Regions from separate parts of the Ovis aries genome. Here region 1 is linked to region 2. Evidence: chromatin contacts called from public Hi-C data. All regions are on one chromosome and are shown on one strand. The core of a region is the stretch at or near the end of the contact, and the rest is flanking DNA. Distances in the headings are between cores, read along the strand shown.

Region 1 (5,403 bases), core at 944-3,443, 310 kb before region 2:
GACTGAGCAACTGAACAACAATTGGAGGCAGAGATTCTAATTCCATCCCCACTCATCTTGGACAACTGGCTTCACCTTTCACTAGATCTTGGTTTCCTTTGGTCTGTGTCTATTGTTATATGGATTGAATGTCACATTGCAGCGTAAATTCCTGTAATGAAACCTGGCGTTTAGCAAACACTCAGTCAGTTCAGTTCAGTTGCTCAGTTGTGTCTGACTCTTTGTGACCCCATGGACTGCAACATGCCAGGCTTCCCTGTCCATCACCAACTCCTGGAGCTTACTCAAACTCATGTCCATTGAGTCAGTGATGCCATCCAACCATCTCATCCTCTGTTGTCCCCTTTTCCTCCTGCCTTCAATCTTTCCCTGCATCGAGGTCTTTTCAAGTGAGTCAGTTCTTTGCATCAGGTGGCTAAAGTATTGGAGTTTCAGCTGTGGCATCAGTCCTTCAATGAATATTCAGGACTGATTTCCTTTAGGATGGACTGGCTGGATCTCCTTGCTGTCCAAGGGACTCTCAAGAGTCTTCTCCAACACTGCAGTTCAAAAGCATCAATTCTTCAGCGCTCAGCTTTCTTTATAGTCCAACTCTCACATCCATACATGACTACTGGAAAAACCAAAGCTCTGACTAGATGGACCTTTGTTGGCAAAGTAATGTCTCTGCTTTTTGATATGCTGTCTAGGTTTGTCATTGCTTTTCTTCTAAGGAGCAAGCGTCTTTTAATTTCATGGCTGTAGTCATCATCTGCAGTGATTTCGGAGCCCCTCAAAATAAAGTCTGTTACTGTTTCCATTGTTTCCCCATCTATTTGCCATGAAGTGATGGGGCCAGATGCTATGATCTTAGTTTTCTGAATGTGGAGTTTTAAGCCAAGTTTTTCACTCTCCTTTTTCACTTTCATCAAGAGGCTCTTTAAGTCTTCTTCACTTTCTGCCATAAGGGTGGTGTCATCTGCATATCTGAGGTGATTGATATTTCTCCCGGCAATCTTGATTCCAACTTGTGCTTCATCCAGCCTGGCATTTTGCATGATGTACTCTGCATCTAATAAGTTAAATAAGCAGAGTGACAATATATTGCCTTTACTATGCCTTTCCTGATTTGGAACCAGTCTGTTGTTCCATGTCCAGTTCTAACTATTGCTTCTTGACTTGCATACAGATTTCTCAGGAGGCAGGTCAGGTGGTCTAGTATTCCCATCTCTTTCAGAATTTTTCACAGTAAATAGGCATTATTATCGGAAAGAGGCCTAGGGGAGAGGAGGGGGCTCTTTCCAGCTCTGGAAACATCAATATTTTGAGCATCTCCACCCCCTACAAGGAGAAGGAAATGGCAATCCACTCCGGTACCCTTGCCTGGAAAATCCCATGGATGGAGAACCCATGGGGTTGCAAAGAGTTGGACACGACTGAGCGACTTCACTTTCACTTTCACGCCCTACAAGGGGGCAAGAATCTTGTCTTGTCCGCCTCTGATGCCCCAGCACCCAGGGCAGCAGAGTCGTGCAAGTTGCTTGCTTGCAGTTTACCTGACGCCTCACATTCATCATCTCTCTCGGAATAAGACAGAAAGACCTGCTGAAGACAGCAAAAGCGGGGCGTGGCTCCTCCGCCTGGTCTTTATTTCACTTCGGCGCTAGAGGGCTCTTTGAACTTATTGTTTCACCACTGCCCAAATTCACCGAAAACCTACCCAGCCCAGAAGAAACTGCCAAGAGAACTTCCTGACAGTGGAGGAGAACAGCACTCCCGCCGCAGCTCCTGGGCTGCACTCAAGGGTCCAGGGCGAGAGTTTCCATGGCAACATAGGCCTTGGCGCCAGGAGGACTTAGAGCCCCTGGCCGGGCCGGGAGCCGATAGTAGGCCCCGGAATCCCTCGATTCGCTCCCTGAGTTCAGTTCGCAGCCGCGCGATTCCCCGCACCTACCTCTTTTCAGGCCTGTTCAGTCCCTTTCCGGAACCTCGGCGCCCACCCCGAATCATCCGCTAAGCCAACTGGACTACACTTCCCACACTGCCTCTGAGTTTCTCTCTTCGCAGAACCTTGGCCTCCGCGTGCTTCTCTCTGAGGCTCTACAGATCACATCTCTCAACTCGCCCAGACTCCCTCCTACTACGATTCCCATAATGCTCCACGCCTCCCAGGATGCTGCGTCGGACCTAGGACCACTTCCGGTTGGTGACGTAGTTCCGCTTTGCTGGGCGCGCGGTGGACGGTCTGAAACGTAGAGCGCGGCTTTCGCTGAGGCTTCGCGTCCCCGGAGCCCAGCATGGCTTCCTCACGACCCTCCTCCACGGTACAGGTCTCATTCTGGCAGGGAGCGCTGAGGGGGTGGGGGGGTCCCTGCGAAACAGGGCCATTAGGGAACGGGCTACGGCGGTGGAGGGCCGAGGAGGAAGGCTTCGGTGTTTTCCTAATTCTTGGGTGCTTCCATCTGTTTTAGCTCGTTTTCACCTCTCACTCCAGCCCCGAAATGTAAATATCTCTTCCGTCTGGTTCAGAAACGGAGCTCTGAAAGGGAGTAGAGTCTTGGCCAAGATTTATGACACTTTCAGAACTCTTAATTGTAACGAGGCCTCCTAACTTATCTACTGCTTCATATCCGAAACGTTTGAAATGTATGAACAGTAGCTTTCTAACTTGGCCCCCGTACCATCGCGTTGGTTATTTCAGTTATCCTTGATACCCCTGTGATGAGCAGTAATTGTGGAAATTTCATAAAAGCCAAGAAGAGATTTCACCTGCTGCAGCCGTATGAAATACACATATTCAAGAGAAAACCTTTGACAGAAAAATCAGCACGAGAAATTGACTAGTTTTATCCATCTCTTCCTATCTACAAAACTTAAGTGATTAAGAGACTGGAACCACTCTTTCCCTCCACCCCCAGATTAAGGAAGACACATTTTAACTGGTGTCTGGTTTGTCCTTTGTGTGGGGAAGAAATAGGTTTGAAGCTCTAAATAAGCTTCATTCTGCTGCGAAACCTATTAGGCTGCTAAGATTAAGCTTTAGGTTAACCTAGGTCTTTGTTTTAGCAGGCAACCAAAACTAAGGCACCAGATGACTTAGTGGCTCCTGTTGTGAAGAAACCACACATCTATTATGGAAGTTTGGAAGAGAAGGAGAGGGAGCGTCTGGCCAAAGGAGAATCTGGGCTTTTGGGAAAAGAAGGACTCAAAGCAGGAATTGAAGCAGGAAACATTAACATAACCTCTGGTAAGATTCAAATTGTGAGTTCATCTTTACCTTTGGTGCTCAAATTTTCTGTAATGATTACCTTCTTCATCTTAAATATCACTAGTTTATGTCAAGAAACTACAACTAATAAGCTTGCACCTATCAAAGTCCATATTCTCCACCTACCTGACTTGGTCTTATCATCCAAAGAACCTTTTTCTTAAAACCTTTTATACAGTTTTCCTTCAGTAAACTGTTAGTAATTTTACTAGGAATTTATTTATTCAGTGTGTATTTGAATTCAGAGTGATTTCCTTTGTCTTCTGGAGATCTAGTGTAGTTCTGGCGTTAGCTTGGAGCTACTGTGTTTCCTAATATTCTCCTCTTTTTAGTTTTTCAACTGTTTTTCACCCAAAATGAAATTATCTCTTCTAAATTTTAAAGTGATAGCCATCTTTATTTTGAAAGCAATTAAACAATAAAGAAACATATGAAGTAGAAAAACCTGTAATCTGTATTAATTGGAGCTATGTCATTTCAAGAACTTAATAAAGCTATAAAAATACACTTTTTTTTCCCATAAATGAAATCACGATAAACCAATTGTTTTGTAAGCTGCGTTTGTCATTGTGATACTGTTAAATGGGCTTTCCTGATGGCTCAGTGGGTAAAGAATTCACCTGCAGTGCAAGACACAGGAGACAAGGTGGCTTTGATCACTGGGTGGGGAAGATCCCCTGGAAGAGGAAATGGCAACCTACTGCAGTATTTCTTGCATGGAAAACCCCATGGACAGAGGGGTCTGGTGGGCTACAGTCTACCAGCTCTCAAAGAGTTGGAAACAAGTAAGCCAGTAAGTATGCACACACTGTTGAGGGTATTTTTTCATGCCAGTAACTAGTAGTCTACTATATTTTAAAAATAAAATCATTCATGTTTGTCATAAGAAATTCAGAAAGTATGGAAGGGTATAAAAAGACTTCTGTGCAGATAGGACTTCTGTTGTTTCTCATCGACCCTCCCACACATTTTCTTTTCTATACGTGTGCACTTTTCATGAGTTTTAAACCTTTTATGTTATTTTAAACATGACTGCATCACCCTTGTACTTCTCACTTCTCATCCAAATGCTTGTTTTTTATGTGAGTTTTAAAACTAGCTACTAGATTATCCAAAAAGCCTTGTAGTTAAGGCTTTATCATTTTCATGGTAATTATTTCCAGTTCACTGTTAGATTTGTTAGTGTTCCTATACTGAGACTATTTCAGAGAGTAGCTTTGGCAACTGTTGAAATAATGTTTCTATTTTGCCATGGATAGAAAGCCTAGATAACTTGTTAAAAGTGCTCCATATTCTCATTGTCTCATGAAGGCTGTGTGTTTATGTAAGTGTAAGTTGCCAAATGAAACAAGATGACTTGAACCAGTTTCTGGCCTTTAAAACCTCATTTAGTTTTCTGTGTTTGGCATACTTTAATAAACTGAGAAACTAAAGTTTCTAACAGATTAGTTAACTGTCCCTAGAGGCATGCAGCGGAGAAGGCAATGGCACCCCTCTCCAGTACTCTTGCCTGGAAAATCCCACGGACGGAGGAGCGTGGTAGGCTGCAGTCCATGGGGTCACTAAGAGTCGGACACAACTGAGCGACTTCACTTTCACTTTTCACTGTCATGCATTGGAGAAGGAAATGGCAATCCACTCCAGTGTTCTTGCCTGGAGAATCCCAGGGATGGGGTAGCCTGGCGGGCTGCCGTCTATGGGGTTGCACAGAGTTGGACACGACTGAAGCAACTTAGCAGCAGCAGCAGAGGCGTGCAAACTCCAGTTGTAAGAACTTATTTCTCTCTCCTTAATTAAAGAAGATTGGTGATTATGCTGATATTGCCTGTTCTGTTTATAGGAGAAGTGTTTGAAATTGAAGAGCACATCAGTGAGAGACAGGCTGAAGTGTTAGCAGAGTTTGAGAGAAGGAAGCGAGCCCGGCAAATCAACGTTTCCACAGATGACTCAGAGGTCAAAGCTTGCCTTAGAGCTTTGGGGGAACCCATCACACTTTTTGGAGAAGGTCCTGCTGAAAGAAGAGAAAGGTACCCTTTCTAAGTACTTACTCTTTTTTAATCACAGGATTATAGTTCCAGATTTTAGTTGTTGTTGTTCAGTCACTAAGTCATGTCCGACTCTTTGTGACCCCATGAACTTCCCTGTCCTTCACTGTC
Region 2 (5,546 bases), core at 2,637-5,136:
GGGCCTGACACAGTAGGGGACGATGATGACACCTCCCGGAAGAGAAAGAGCAAAAACCTGTACGTTGGAAAGATCTATGGTCCTCACCCTAGTGATGGGGGCGGGGGACGGTCCCTGCACCCCTCTCCTTCCCCTGTCTGCCGGCTTATTCTCCATGCCCAGTGGGCCAGGGGCAGAGGCAGGGAGAAGGGGCTGCATCCAGTCCTACCCTAGACAGACACTCATGAAAAATGGGATCTTGGGACCTAGCTGTGGCCCCAAGGTGAGGTCAGCCAGGGTCCTGAGCACCCAGCACCGCCCTCAGCGTCCATCCACACAGAGTGAGGCGAGGTGCTGATTTAGTATCTGGAAGCCACAGGGAACCAAGCAAAAGCAAGCAGCTGGGTTGCCCTGGCTCTGTCCAGCTGCCAGGCCAAGCGGTGGCCAAGTGACCATGACGAGTTCTTCACTCCCTCCGAGAAAGGGCTGACTAGCCTGGTCACGAGAGTCCCCTTTCTCCACTGAGCTCTTGAATGCTGGCAGTCCTGGGCATTGCCAGGAGGGGGTGCTGCAGGCTCAGAGAGCCGATCCCATACGCCCCATGCCTTTCTGCCCCCACCCCCTCCACATAATTTATACTTTCGATTTGGAAGTTTGTTAGAGGTACTCGGTTATTAACAGAGAGTGAGGGGTTTTCTCCATGGTCTCCTTGTACCCCGGGCCATGGAGACTGTGGGCAGGGACAGAGGAGAAGGCGGTGAGGGACATGGTGGCCCTCAGAGGGAACCCCCTCCCCTCCAGGTCCTGTAGAGCCCACCGTTGCACACCAATTAGGCCGGCCTTGGGGTCGGGGCCCTGACTGCAACCTTGGCTCAGGTCCACTCCCTAGAAACTCTCTCCCCAGCTTCCCTGCCCTCTCCAGTTTCTCGCAGCAACATTAGGCTTCTCTCACTCTGCAGCCAGAACCGACGCACTTTCTAGGGAAGGTGAAATGCACAAAGATGACTCTTTGTACCAACCATCCGGTGAAGGCGGCACCAGAATGGCTGAGGGTGGCGCTCCCAGGAGTGCAGCAGTGGAGGGCAGCAGAGGGCAGGCATCCAGGGTGCTGGAGCTCTCCTGCCTCACCCACTCTGGCCTTCTTTTCAAGTAGGGCACTGCCTCTTGACGACCCATGGCTCACATTCTTAAATGCTTAGGCGAGGATTCTTAGATCTGCAATGATAAATAGCTCATATTTATTGTGCTAGGCACTGTTCTGTGTGCATTGACATGTATTATCTAATTTGACCTTTGCATTCACGCATGCGTGCTTAGTTCTGTCTGACTCTGCCACCCCATGGACTGCAGCCTGCCAGGATCCTCTGTCCATGGAAGTTTCCAGGCGCGAATACTGGAGTGGGTTGCCATTTCCTGCTCCAAAGGATCTTCCTGACTCAGGGATCAAACCTGCGTCTTTTGCAGTGGTAGGCGGATTCTTTACCACTGCGCCGCCTGCCTTTACAATACTTTAAAGAAAAGAGAAATTATTGGAGTATAGTTGCTTTGTTTATTAGATTTTCTCCCCATTTAGGTCACCACAGAGCACTGAGTAGAGTTCCCTGTGCTGAACAGTAGGTTCTCGTTAGTCATTTGCTTTATACATAGCTGTGTATATGGCAAACCCAATCTCCCAGTTCGTACCCCCTCCTTGGTAACCTTAGGTTCGTTCTCTGCATCTGTGTCTCTCTTTCTACCTTGCCAATAAGTTCATCTGTACTATTTTTCTAGATTCCGCATTTAAGTGACCTTTACCATAATTTTTATTTTACTCTCCTTTTTTCTTATTTAACCTGTTTTACAAATGAGTAAACTGAGGCAGAAAGAGGTTAAGTTGGTTTTCCAAGGTTAAGTGGCTTTTCTGAGAGTTGAGATCTGAAACCTGGCGTGATGGCTCTAAAAAAGTAAATATGCATACACATATATTTAAATTTTTTAATTTATTTTTTCCCTTCAGTACCCATTATTTATTTACTTATTTTTTTGGCCTCATGACGCAGCTTGCAGGATCTCAGCTCCCTGACCAGGGATCTGATCTAACCCAGGCACCCTGCGGTGGAAGCACAGAATCCTCACCACTAGACCACCAGGGAATTCCCACAGAGCCTGTTATTTCTAAGCAGAGCACCCTGAATGAGGTCTGCAGCACCCCTGCTAATTAGCCTTTGAGCTCCTAGTGATGGGAGCCCATTCTTCAGAGGCTACTTGCTCCATCTTTTCATGGCTCTGATTGGAGGAAAATGTCCCTTTAGCTTCTTCTTGTGGGTCCCAGTTCTACTGTCTGGACCCATGTGGGGCATCTCTGACCTCTACCATCCTTTCTTGAGTTACCTGGGTGGCAATCAGGGATTTTCAAGGCCCTCTCCAGCTGAGCCGTATGGCTGTGAGTCTGCCCAGCTGTATATCTAGGGACGAAAGGCTTGGCTGGGCAGGCGCTTCAGACTCCTCCAGCCACAGGGAAACACAGTGGTTTCTGAGCCAATAAAGAGCCCAAGTGGAAGGCAGCAGCCTGCAGGTTGGACCTCAGGCAAGCTCTCCTCCTCACCCCCCTCCCCTCCCCCCAGCTTCTATGTCCTCACCTCGATAGCGGGCCAGGAGCAGGGGTCCCAAACAGAGCATGGTGCCCCAAGAAGCTGGGCTCTGTCACTCCTAGCCCCACCAAGGCTCTCAGAGGGCCTTGATCCTCACTGGAGGGCTGCCCGTCCCTGGACTCCTTGGCCTTATCTCATTGGCTTGGAATCTGCTAGAGCAGGGTCCTCACCTCTAATCAGCTGCCCTAGGACCTCAGGGTCCATATAGATAAGCCTGAGCACTTTTGCCCCAGCCACTGTGCTAAAGCTTTTTGTGCATTTTTCCCTTGCCTCGAAACAAGCCCAGCAGATGGTAGGTACTGTCATCATCTGTGTTCAACAGATGAGAAAGCTTGACATTCAGAGAGGTTAGGTAACTTGATAAAGGGCACACAGCTGGTAACAGCTGGGGCTGGGAGCTGAACCTGAGCCGGTCTTGCTGCAGCATTTCTGCTCCTAACTTCCTCCTGCACCGCTCGCCTTCATTAAACAGGGCAGACTGTTGGTCTTAGTAACCTCTGAAGCTCGGATAACTTCAGAAGTATGCTGCCCAACGTATAAAACACATTTGAAAGTCCATTATTTAAATTTCTTTTACACTTACTTAGCTTTACGATTTTGATAACGCATTTTAAATTTTACGCATTTAATTTTTCGGTTCAGTCAGCATTTGTCGTCTTTAATCAGAAGGACAGAGATCAAAAACTAAAACAAAAAAATGTGTTATTCAAAAGTCATAAGACTAAGTAGGCATAAAAAAGTTAATTTGTTTCAAATGACATTTTTGAGAATTTATGGGCTTTGTACTTTTGAAGTGATTTGAGCTTAAAACTTGAAACTTCACGGGACATTCTGCATATTCATGGGTGGATATATCCAAAGCCGATGAGGGAGACTGAGCAGTCTGCTGGCAGAAACTATTCTCTGGGAGGTGCCCAGGTAGGGGTCTAGGGACCGGGGAGGCAATCATGAGCAGGAAACACTTAACCCCTTTCTTGCCAGCAGCTTGCCCACAGGCTGAAATCTTCCCTGGGGGAGTGGCAGGGCTAAAAATGGCTCTTGGCTAAAAATAGCCTGTCCTGCCACCCTGGTGGGCAGAGCCTCCCTTCCCTCCGCCTTCCCTCCCAGCAATTTGCTGACTTGTTTTCTCCTCCTTCCCAGGGCGCTGCCATGGTAACGGGGAGGCCAGTCACAAATAACGGGTTTGGCTTCCTGCCTGGGCGGGCCCCAGAGGCCGCCCCTTGCAGACACATGCCCCTTTCACGGGCTCCCTCTTAGGGTTGGCCAGGAGGGATTTTTTTTTTTTTCCCTGCTCCCGTCCTGGTCCCTCCCATTTCCTGGCTCCTCCTGTCTGAGTCCTAGCCTGGCCTGTGCCTGGGAGTCCAGTCGTCCGGGGGCTGGGATTCCAGTGAGTGCTCAGCTGCAGCCCGCACCGTTGCCGCCTGGTACCAGGTTGGGAACAGGAGCCTGGGGTGCTTGCAGCAGACTGTCCCAGGCAGCAAGGTGGGGGGCCCTACAGCGATGCTCCGAGGCATGTACCTCACTCGGAATGGGAACCTCCAGAGGCGGCACACCATGAAGGAGTAGGTGCCCCTCGCCCCAGCCCTGGCCCTCCCCACCCTGAACTGGCAGCAAGCGAGTGGACCGGGCTCACCGACCCCTTCTCTGCTTCTGTCCCCAGAGCCAAGGACATGAAGAACAAGCTGGGCATCTTTAGGCGGCGGAACGAGTCCCCTGGGGCCCAGCCAACGGGCAAGACAGACAAAGTGATGAAGTCATTCAAGTAGGTCCTCTCCGGCACCCCTGGGTCCCCTCAGACACTCACGGGTCCCGTGGGAGCAGGGTGGCTGGTGGGCGTGGAAGGGAGAATGCAGTTGGCTGATCCAGCTCGGGGCTGATGGAGGCTCCTGTGGAAGGAGCCTCATACCCGGCATGAGCAGCATGGATGGGGAGCCACTGTCCCAGGAAGGACGGCCGGGGAGGGACCGAGGTGGGGGTAGAAGTGATGCTGCCGGCCCCAAGAAAGGGGGTGGGCCCCCTCCTGTGCTCCTCATGGGGCTCAGCTACTTTCTGGGGCCAAGGACAGCTGACAGGGGTCAGCTCACTTCCCTGAGCCTCCTGGTCCCTCACTGTGCCCCTTGCCTTCCCCTCAGGCCCACTTCAGAGGAAGCGCTCAAGTGGGGCGAGTCCTTGGAGAAGCTGCTGGTCCACAAGTGTAAGTGGGGGCCACCCGGCCTGTCCCCTCTCTGTGTCCTGTCTCGCGTCCTCCTCTCCTCCTCTCCCAGGCTCAGAGGGTGCATCTGGCCCCGGAGAGGCTGCCTTTCCCTGTTTCCCGGGCCCAGTCAGGGGTCCCCGCTGTTGGGAAAGGCTGAGGCCCTTAGTCTGGCCTTGGAGCCTGCTGCTGCCAGCCCCTCCCTGTTCATGAGAGCTGGCACTGCCTGCCGCAGGCCTTTGGGACCTGTGTTGTCAGACCCATATTCCCAGAATAACAATAAACACTTCCATGTGCTGAGGGCATACGCGGGGCCAAATATGCCTGTCATCTCGTGGATGGGAACCCCTTCTGATCCTCACTAGGATCCAGGAGGTGGTTCCCATTTGACAGATGAGGAAACTGAGGCACCGATGGGGAGAGACCTGGCCAAGGCCCATGAAGAGGCAATACAAGGGTGGGGACCATATCCTGGGTTCCTGGCTCTCAGGAGCGGGTGACCTTCCTAAGCCCCCAGCATCTGCACCCAGAATGAGCCAAGAGGGTCCACTGGGGGTGCCTGAGGGCAGGAGGGGCTGGTTTGGCCTCTCACCTCAGGGTCTGGGCTTCTCCTCACAGATGGTCTAGCGGTGTTCCAGGCCTTCCTCCGCACTGAGTTTAGTGAGGAGAACCTGGAATTCTGGCTGGCATGCGAGGACTTCAAGAAGGTCAAGTCACAGTCCAAGATGGCGGCCAAGGCCAAGAAG

Evidence for each region. A called contact is a pair of places that touch in the nucleus more often than the background predicts.
Region 1: a contact with region 2 is called in a Hi-C map of tail adipose tissue, with 8 times the contacts expected there. The contact joins the promoter of PRPF4 here to the enhancer-like site in region 2. A contact is called at or near these places in 3 of 16 Hi-C or Micro-C datasets (muscle, skin fibroblasts and tail adipose tissue).

Annotation. Positions count from the first base shown.
Region 1 is chr2:10,446,724-10,452,126 of ARS-UI_Ramb_v3.0, reverse strand. It overlaps PRPF4 (pre-mRNA processing factor 4), which reads left to right and starts at 2,193. Exons shown (of 14, transcript XM_012112929.5): 1 at 2,193-2,303; 2 at 3,046-3,226; 3 at 5,088-5,274. The coding sequence starts at 2,277. CDC26 (cell division cycle 26) reads right to left here and starts at 2,123. Exons shown (of 4, transcript XM_027964107.2): 1 at 1,934-2,123.
Region 2 is chr2:10,136,206-10,141,751 of ARS-UI_Ramb_v3.0, reverse strand. It overlaps RGS3 (regulator of G protein signaling 3), which reads left to right. Exons shown (of 23, transcript XM_042242856.1): 19 at 1-59; 20 at 4,270-4,371; 21 at 4,742-4,803; 22 at 5,419-5,546. Among named protein-coding and RNA genes, the nearest start is that of RGS3, 130 kb to the left of the region's middle. Within about 2 kb of position 3,886, at least 30 of the 54 cell types and tissues checked have an H3K27ac peak or open chromatin away from gene starts, as enhancers often do. A contact at or near this core is called in muscle and tail adipose tissue, where this site is marked.